Regions from separate parts of the Zea mays genome. Here region 1 is linked to region 2. The links are chromatin contacts, called in public Hi-C maps. All regions are on one chromosome and are shown on one strand. Each heading gives the region's core, a stretch centred on a gene start, on an enhancer-like site or on the middle of the called end of the contact. The rest is flanking DNA. Distances are from core to core; before and after follow the strand shown. Region 1 holds the start of LOC100384166. Region 2 holds the start of LOC100278785.

The links. Hi-C and Micro-C count contacts between places; a contact is called where the count stands out from the background.
Region 1: a contact with region 2 is called in a Hi-C map of ear, with 2.9 times the contacts expected there. The contact joins the promoter of LOC100384166 here to the promoter of LOC100278785 in region 2. A contact is called at or near these places in 2 of 25 Hi-C or Micro-C datasets (ear and tassel).

What each region holds. Positions count from the first base shown.
Region 1 is chr7:96,235,530-96,240,225 of Zm-B73-REFERENCE-NAM-5.0, reverse strand. LOC100384166 reads right to left here and starts at 3,440. Exons shown (of 4, transcript NM_001176744.1): 1 at 3,352-3,440; 2 at 2,493-2,579; 3 at 674-991; 4 at 1-116. The coding sequence starts at 2,504. It also overlaps the pseudogene LOC100279600.
Region 2 is chr7:96,056,035-96,060,552 of Zm-B73-REFERENCE-NAM-5.0, reverse strand. LOC100278785 reads left to right here and starts at 3,156. Exons shown (of 6, transcript NM_001151949.1): 1 at 3,156-3,399; 2 at 3,493-3,593; 3 at 3,843-4,017; 4 at 4,223-4,518. The coding sequence starts at 3,253.

The DNA of each region.
Region 1 (4,696 bases), core at 2,191-4,690, 180 kb before region 2:
CTTTCAGCTGCTGTTTTAGCACCCTCTCCATTTGCTTGGTCTTTATTGTACACTAGGCTGAGTAGATCCCAAAACTTCACAACCTTATGTCTATATCCTTTTGCTTCCTTATTCCTCTATAAAAAAATTGTTACAAAGATACATCAATAAATAAACTTGGAATTGAAACATAAACTAAGCTACAAAAAATGGAATAAACTACTAGGCAACAATAGCATGTATGACCAATTTGGAGTAAAAACAGCAAACCACTAGTAATGATATTGTAGTTCAAAGGAAACAGCAGCTGTGTATTACGCCACTAAAACAGCAGCTGTGTAATATTCAAAGCAAACCACTAAAAAATGGTTTGCTGTTTTGACACTGTATGGAATAAACAGCACACATGTAATATTCGCATGCATCAGGACCAACACATCCTTCATCATCATTAATATGCTGTAATTATGAAGCTATTTATATAGAAATCTGCTCACACAAAACAGTAAGAATACAAGACATTTATATAGAAGATTTAGTGACTCCAATTAACTATGAAAATACAGATTGAATAATCTTCTATGTAAACAAGGTCAAACTCCAATTTGACACGATAAGAGCTTAGCATCTTTCCTAAAGTTCATGAACTGCAAATAATAAACTAATGAGTAATGAACAACAAAAATTTTCTTACCTCAACGTACTCATCCCATACAGTGTCACTATCAACTTTGAGCTTGTTCTTCTCCCAATCCCATCCAAAACCACTAGTGGACAACAAACCATTAATGATATTGTAGTGCTTATCAAAGGTCTTGCTGCGAGAGCTAATATTTTCCTTTGTAATGGTGACATTACACTTCTCACAAACATTCTTCACAGCAGCTGTGTATACATGAGACTTCCACCCATTCTGACATCTATCACCTTTATTGTAATAGTCCACAAATGTATCAAGGAGTACCTTATCCATCTCATCATTCCAAGGAACATAGCCCCTTGTTTTCTTGTCCTACAATCAAAGAACCACACATATAAAAAATACAAACACAAAAATTCATAAATGACAAAGACATAGAAAATAGAAGCATACAACTATGAGCTTTGACCACGCCTCGCTTGATAATCAACAAACATTTCACTAGCTTTGGTGTCTCTAAAATAACCCCACTCATTAGTTGATTGAACATGCGTAATCATACTCATTTCTCCTTGATTTTCAGCAGGAGCAGCAGAGATGAGACTATCAACTTCATGTATTAGAATATCATCCATATCTCTTTGTCTATCCCTTAAAAAATTATGCAATATGCAGCAAGCATGGATGATCCTAATCTGCATAGAATAATATGGCTAAGTCAATACACAATTTTAAAACTAACGATTGAATTTTAATTGAAGACCTACTATGTTATACCTGGTTTTCTAAATCAAAATATGAGCTGGTCCTCAAGATTGCCCATCTCATCTTCAATAGCCCAAAAGTTCTCTCTATCACATTCCTAGCTGTTGCATGGCGTAGGTTGAATAACTCTCTCGCAGTAGATGGATTGTTGCCTTGAATAGCCCATTCATTCAAGTGGTACCGTGTAGATCGGTACGGGGCAAGAAATCCCGGACCATTTGTATATCCAGCATCCACTAGATAGTATTTACCACTAGGAACAACAAATGAGTCCTCCCATGACATGGCATCACGTAGTATGCGTGAATCCGAAGCCGACCCTTCCCATCCAGCCAAGACATACAAAAACTTCATTTGTCGATCACAAACCCCTAATACATTAGTGGTGATTTGTTGCTTCCTATTTCTGTACCTACCTTGGTCAGTCAATGGAACATTCACATCGATATGTGTGCCATCTAGTGCACCTAGGCAGTCCTCAAACCATTTCCACTTTGGATCCTCAGGTAGAGTGGTTTCTGGATTAGGAAGCTTGATGAACTCATGACTTAAAGATAGAATCCCTCTAAGCACTTCGTTGAAGTGTCGACTGATTGGTTCAAGGGACCACCCATAAGTGCTACGGATCAACCTCATTTTGGTGTTATGACCTACTATAAGCAGAAAAATTGTAAGCTTTTCTTCTACCGACACATTTAGGGTATCCTGTAGGCCACTCTTTTCCCGTAAGATGGCACTCAAGTCACTAAAAGATCTCTTAGTTAGGCGCAAACTGTCATAGCAATAGACATTTGAACCCTGGTACATATTACATAGCATTTGTTTTCTGCACTCGACATTTCTCTCTTGAACTTCGTTAGCATCTATGATGTGTCTAGGTCTCCTCCGTTGATACCGATTTGCAATTATAGCCATAATAGACACAGCTAATACAACAACTCTCTTTCGCTTCTTTCTCTTCCTTTTAATTTCCTCCTCGTTAGTATATTGATTTGATATCTAGAATATGTAATTTATATGCAATTAGACATGCTAGTTGAAAGCAAAATGCTCTACTCAAGAATAAAAACACTACTAGTAGTGGCATAAGGTGGAATAGGAGAAGTACCGATGTAGCCATGGAGATTGAAGGATTTGTTGAAGGTAGCTAGATGAAACTTGAGGCGAAAGATCCCAAAACAAACTTGTGATGAAACTGCAAAAACAAAAACAAAATAATATTCTTCTATAAGTGAGAACAAGGATTTTGGAATCATGTCATCTATAATGACTACGAGCTACTTCACAATGCTTTCACTTTGTAATAACAACAGGGTCTCTGCTAATGTAACAAAATAATGCTTTCACTTTGTGATGAAACTTGTGATCAGTACTGGTCGACAGCTGCCGCAATAATCATAAAATTCTGTTCAAAACAGTAATCTGCAATAATCATAAAATTCTGTTTAAAATAGTCTGGGAACCTCATGGAGCAGAGTACTAGTTTTGCCAACAATATAATGCAATAGCTAGTTAATTGAAGATGCTAAGACTAACAAGTGAGGAAGCAGGTAGCTGCCATGCACCGAGTACACTATATCAATGGATTCTGGTCACATCTCAAGCAGGTAGCCGCAAGAACAAGTGCTCGCTTCTCTGACATCGCTGGCAGCAGCGCTCGCTTCACGGGCGTTCCTGGTAGCAGATCCTACGCGAGGAGAGTGAAACCAAGGAGAGGCCACTGGTGCTTCGACTTCAACCACGCGAGGTCTAGAGCGGCGCTGGACCTTCAGGCCCCGTCCCGTCCGGCTGCAGATCCTACCGCTACTTCCCCGACGCCCGCGCGCTCCTGAGCTGCAGATCCTACGCGATCTTGGGAATCCCCTTGATAGATACACCTCCAGATCGCGACCTCCAAATCGTCGGGATGAGCAGAGGAAGAGGCTGAGGAAGACACGAGATGGATGAGGGCGAGGTAGATGACTCACCTGAGCTGCTTTTTCCGACGAGCACGAGGTAGACGAGGGCGAGGAAGACGGGGGAGACGGATGAGGGCGGCGGTCCTGGGTGGAGATGGTGGGCGACGTAGCAAACCCTAGTTGCCTTTCTAGCCTTTTCTGATGGTGGAGGGTCTGAATTGAGAGGAGGCCATATTTGCAGGGATTAGAATTAGGTAGAAATGATCAATTCAATTCCACAGACAGCCAAACAGACCAATTCTTGGAAAGTGATTCAATTCAAACCAATTCTTGGGAGCCAAACAGCCCCTTAGACTAAACACGGATTCATCGTTTAACCTATGAACAGGGGCGATTCTAGGGAGGGGCACAGGGGGGCAATGTCCCCCCTAATCTTCTACAAATTCCATAGAAGCTACTAATTTTTTTAGTTAATCACCATATAAATAATGTAAAATACCTCTTAACAGCCCCCCTCAATCTAATTTGTCCCTCTCAATCTTAAATGCTGGCTTCGCCCCTGCCTATGAATATAGTTTCTATGTATGTCTATATTCATTATCATTTATTCGAATGTGAATGGATAAAAAGAGGGCTAGAAAGAACTACATTTTAGGATGGGGGAGTATTATAATCTACACAGCTCCACGTTGGAACTGGACTTGGAGCAGAGCAGTACCAAACATCTCCTATATTTCTATATTCAAAAAAAGATACGATATCCATATTTATGCTCCCAAGTCAAAACTTCCGAATGTGTTTTTTCCTTATGAAACCAAATCTCCAATATGTTCGTTCAATTATTTGCATTGTTAGCGCATTTTATTGACTGGCTACCATTCGAATTATTTACTTCCAGTTCTTTCTTAGTGGCATCCTGGGACCACGGATGAGTTAAATTAGTACAACTTGAGTCAGCTTACAAGAGCACTTGTAAGCTACATTATCGACTTGCACCGGGTATAAAGTAACGCACCTGACTCAGCTAGCTTGCAAGAGCAAAAGCATTGTGACTTTGTGAGTTTGTGACCATCCTGTCGCGTTTCTGCGTTAGTAATGGCTGCAGACTGCAGTCTCTTCGTCTCCAGAGGCTGAGACCCACACGCTCCCTCACATCGCCATATTCCCGTTCCTCGCCAAGGGCCACACCATCCCGCTCATCCACCTCGCCCACTACCTCCACCGCTACGGCCTTGCCACCATCACCTTCTTTACCACCGCCGGCAACGCAGGCTTCGTCCTGGAGGGGCTGTCCGGTGCGGACGCGGCCGTCGTCGAGCTCACCTTCCCGACCGACATCGCGGGCATCCCTCCGGGCGTCGAGAGCGCCGAGGGGCTCACGTCCCTGGTCTCCTTTGCCGTCTTCGCCGACGCA
Region 2 (4,518 bases), core at 1,907-4,406:
CGGCAGCTTCCCTGGCCGCTGAAAATAAGAAATTTTATTTTCGGCACCCGTTATTTTCGGCGGCTGACTCCCTGGCCGCCGGAAACTAGCCGTTATATTCGGCGGCTGACTGGTGGCCGCCGAAAATAACCTATTTTCGGTGGCTAGACCGTGGCCACCGAAATTATGGCCTTATTTTCGACTATTTTTTTTCTGGCGGCCAGGTACCGCCGAAAATAAGCCTAAAGCCGCCGAAAATAGCTTATTTTCGGCGGCAAAGGCCGCCGAAAATGACTGTAGCTCTTGTAGTGACCCCCGGTAACTTGCTTGGAGAAGTCCTCCATGGATCAGGCCTCCGTGTCGTCTGCCGACTCAGTTGGCCCACTCATCACCGCAAGTTCAACGGCAGAAGCTTTGGAGGAGGCCCCCACATCTATTTCCCCCGAGCAAGTTGATGGAGTCTCCGTCGATGTGTGTGATTGGGCAGGGGCCCCAGTCGATGTCTTCCTCCCCCTCTTTGGCCGAGCCTTATGCTCCTCGTACTCGAGACCCATCTCGCTAAAGACGTGATTGAGGCGGACTTGCCTCCATGCAGAACAGCACCCCTCTCAACTTCAAGCTTTGTCATAGGACCAACAAGGTCCTTGACCTCTTCCTCATTCTCCGCAATAAAAAGATCCTGAGAATGGTCGCCCAAATCGACAGCGAACATAGGACTCAAAATCTGCCTGTCAAACCCATCGAAGTCTCTGCGAGCAACCGGTCCAACAGACTACCCACGGCCAAGCGGCCAGACCCCGCACACAAGGAACTCTTCAACCAAGTCCCTGCCACTGCAGGTAACTGCAGCGAAACTGAAGGCATGATCACCACAATCCTTCTCTAGCAACAACAAAAACAAGGGAAGGCCTCAAACTAAAACGGAGACACGACGCTCGACCGAGGCCATCCTTCACCCTCTGGACAACATACATAAAAACCACTTTTCAGTCCACACTCCCCACTTATTATTTGCATAGGGGGCTAACTCAACAACCTTCTCCTTAGTTTTCCCTATCTTCAGGATAAACGTGTAACTCCCAAATTGATCAACCAAACCGCCTATAGTCTTCTTCTGCCAATGCAAACAATAATGCTTCATGAAGACCTCAGCAGATGGGCCTTCAGCAAACATGGTCGTCGCCGCTACTAGAAGAACGACTAGCCCTACTAGAAGACGATGCAGGGCCCGATGGAGTAGCACCGGCGCCCCCGCTGCTCAACGATGGCAGCGCCGCTGCCGCCGCACTACTGCCACTTGGAGGAGGAAGCATGGTAGCGTACCGAGGACGGTGGAGACTGACGATCTTCAAGCGAGCTAGCTCGACAGAACTCGGCGTTGCGTTCACCGCTAGTGGCGCAGCGTCGTCGACGAGAAAACAACAGATGCTGAGAGACACGGCCAACGAGTTGTTGTGGACTAGAAAGTGACAAACGATAACCCGGTCCCCCCTAGTAGACTCAAAATTTATAGCCAAGCCCCAATGGCCAACAGTGACATAATATAATTTCTCAATGGTCACTTCCAGCCCCCTCGAGACTGTTCACCAAATGATCGAGGGCAGCGTTCGTCACCTTCTAAACCAAGAGACTTCAGGAATGACCCATCAGGATGAACTACTCCCTCAGGATGCTACTATTGCCCAACATGACCTCGATCATAAAGCGAAGGCTTACCTTTCGTTTTTAGCTAACCAGTTACACAAGACTGCGAGTGAAGGGACCTTCGACCCATTGAGCAACCATAACAAGGGATAGTGCTAGGCCGAGGCCTCAGAGCGACCGAGGCCTTCGCTACGACATCGCTTCAGAGTCCTCATTGTTGCTCATGCGCCCAAGCTGAGCGACAGGCACAAGGGCGCGAAGGCTCCAAGGATGGCGACGAAGGCTACACATTGATTAACACGTCATTAGTGCACCAGGAGATGCTTCTAGAGGCCCACCTGCCAGTGTAGCTCACTAGTGCATTATTTGGTGTGTGCCGTCTGCCGAAAGCACGGTGCTTTAATAACTCCGTTACGTGGAATATTTCTCGGATATAGTTTGTGGCTGGGGGGTATGACAATACTTTGGGCCACCTACCTTCGAACGGCCCTATAAATACCCCCGTTCTATAGCGGGATAAGAAACGCAGAACGAGACGCTATATTTCTCACCTAACGTCTTGTCACTCTCTCGTGTTCATTGTCTCTGTCTCTGAATGTTCGAGCCCACCTGACCTTGTGTCGGTACCCAACAATATCTTTATCTCTTTAGGTCATGTCTTCTTTAAATTTTAATTTAGTTTAATTAATTTTTTAAATTTAGCTATTTCGATTTTTAAAATTGTAAGAATTTTTTTTCGTGTTTTAGATTGAAATTTATAAATCAAACTTAACATAAGCATTTTAATATTTGTCTTAACTTAAGCTAAATGAAATAGGAGAGAGATAGAGAGAGATGTGAGAATTAGTTTAAAAAGTTGAAATTTAATATGAGTATTAAGAGTAAAAATATCGGTAGAAAATAGGAAAAGAAAATAAAAATATGTGAAATAAGAGGAAATCGTGTTTTATTATAGAAGGTAGCTATTCAAATTGTTCGCTTCAAATTAAAGTTAGCTATTCGGACTGTTATAGCTGTAATTTATAGAGATAAAACAATGTAGATGCAGTACAAAAGCAGGTATAGACTTTAGGATGCGTTTGGTTTCAATGACAGGACAGGATGAGATGTGACCATCCCTCAAATTAGGTTGTTTAGTTCTGGGTAAGGGTTGGGACAAGACTATCCCAGTGTTGTTCCTCGTTGTCCCTTAAAATTGGAGGAGCGAGAGAGGACGCCATGAGACGTCTCTGTCCTAACTGTCCCGCAATCAAACGTATCAGCAACTCAACAGACCACATACCTGTTTAATTTGTAGCTAATTGTACCATACTTTTTTGGAACAATTGGATCTATACCATTAAAAGATCCAAACTTTAGATATATACCATGGACCCCACATGTCATTGACTCATGTGGACCCACATGTAAGTGAGATAGTAATGGTATGGATCCAAAGTGGTGATCTTTTAATGGTATGGATCTAAATTTCCCTACTTTTTTCTAAAAATTAGTCGTTTGAATTAAATAAAAGTTTGGCAAAATGTGGAGCCCTAAAATAACTCGTCGTTCTCGTAGGCAGCGCGCCAGCGCCGCCGTCTACTCTCCTTTCTTGCCGCGCGGCGCCGCCGTCTACTCTCGCTCACCGGAATGCCGTCCCAGCCTCAGCCGAGCTCCATCGGCGGAACCTCCCAGACCCCGGCGCCGTTCCAGACCGCGCCCGTCTTCACCGGCGGAAGCCCCCGGACCCTGGCGACGCTCTCCGCTCAGTCCGTCCCCCGCGTCACGCGGAGAAGCGTACGCGCCTCTCACCCGTCCTGTCTCTCATTTTTCGTCTTTGCGCGCTGTGCGGTCTTATCGACTGATGTGTTCCTTCGCTGCTTCTTTTAGATTGCGCTCGTCGATTGGTGTTTGGAGAGGGTGGAGGGCGAGGAGGGCAAGATCCGCGTCGCTGGAACCACCTACACCCCGCAAACGAGCCCGCAAACGAGGCATCTCCTCCGCGGTTCCATTTATCGATTTCGTTTTCCCAATTACCCTCCCAAATGTGCTTTAGTTGTACATCCTGTTTGGAAAATTTTGATAGCTTTCTTTTCCTCAATTAAGAAATTTAGTAGATCGGTAAATATGATATTTTCTTTGGCAATTTGAGAAATTCAATGGTAGCAAGGGAATGCCAAAAGATTTCCATCGGTACTCCACAATTAATCTCACGGTGCTGTAGCCTACTATGCAAACAGGAGAGAAGCATCGTCCTCAAAGGGAAGCAGGAAAGTGGCAGGCCGAGTGTTCAGATCATCTGCTATTGTTAGGCGCCATGATCACTTCAGAATTATGTCCGAGGATGGTTACCTCATACGGATAGGCTGTCTCTTGAATATTCCCAAAACACGTAACAATGGATTTTCTGAAGAGGTAATTGCTATGATTGGTCTCCAGGGACTGGAATTTTGGAAGGCGCATTGCTAGTAAAATAATGGACAATCCTGTGCACCAATTCATTATATTCTTTTTCATTAATCCTTTAGATACCCAGCTGATCCTAGGTAATTTAATTTCTAGTGCCTTAGAAGATGACCAGCAAATTCTCATCTGTATATATATCCATGACTTTTTGTAGGTGTGTGAATGCTTTGAGTTTGGCTTTCCAATTCAATGGCACAGGCTTGTTAATCCAAAGATGGTGCCCGATAATAAACATGCACTGTCACCATCAGAAACAACTGCTAGTGCACCAAGTCATTCAGTTGGATATTACATGGAGAAGTTCTTAAGTGACAGTTTTTCCAATTCTAACAGATATTCTTTCACAGAGAATGATTCTTACACATCTGTAGTGTGTACTGGCAGCAGAAATGGACTTACTACCCAAACCCTTTCAAACTTACCAGATGATAATGCAGGAAACATAACTGT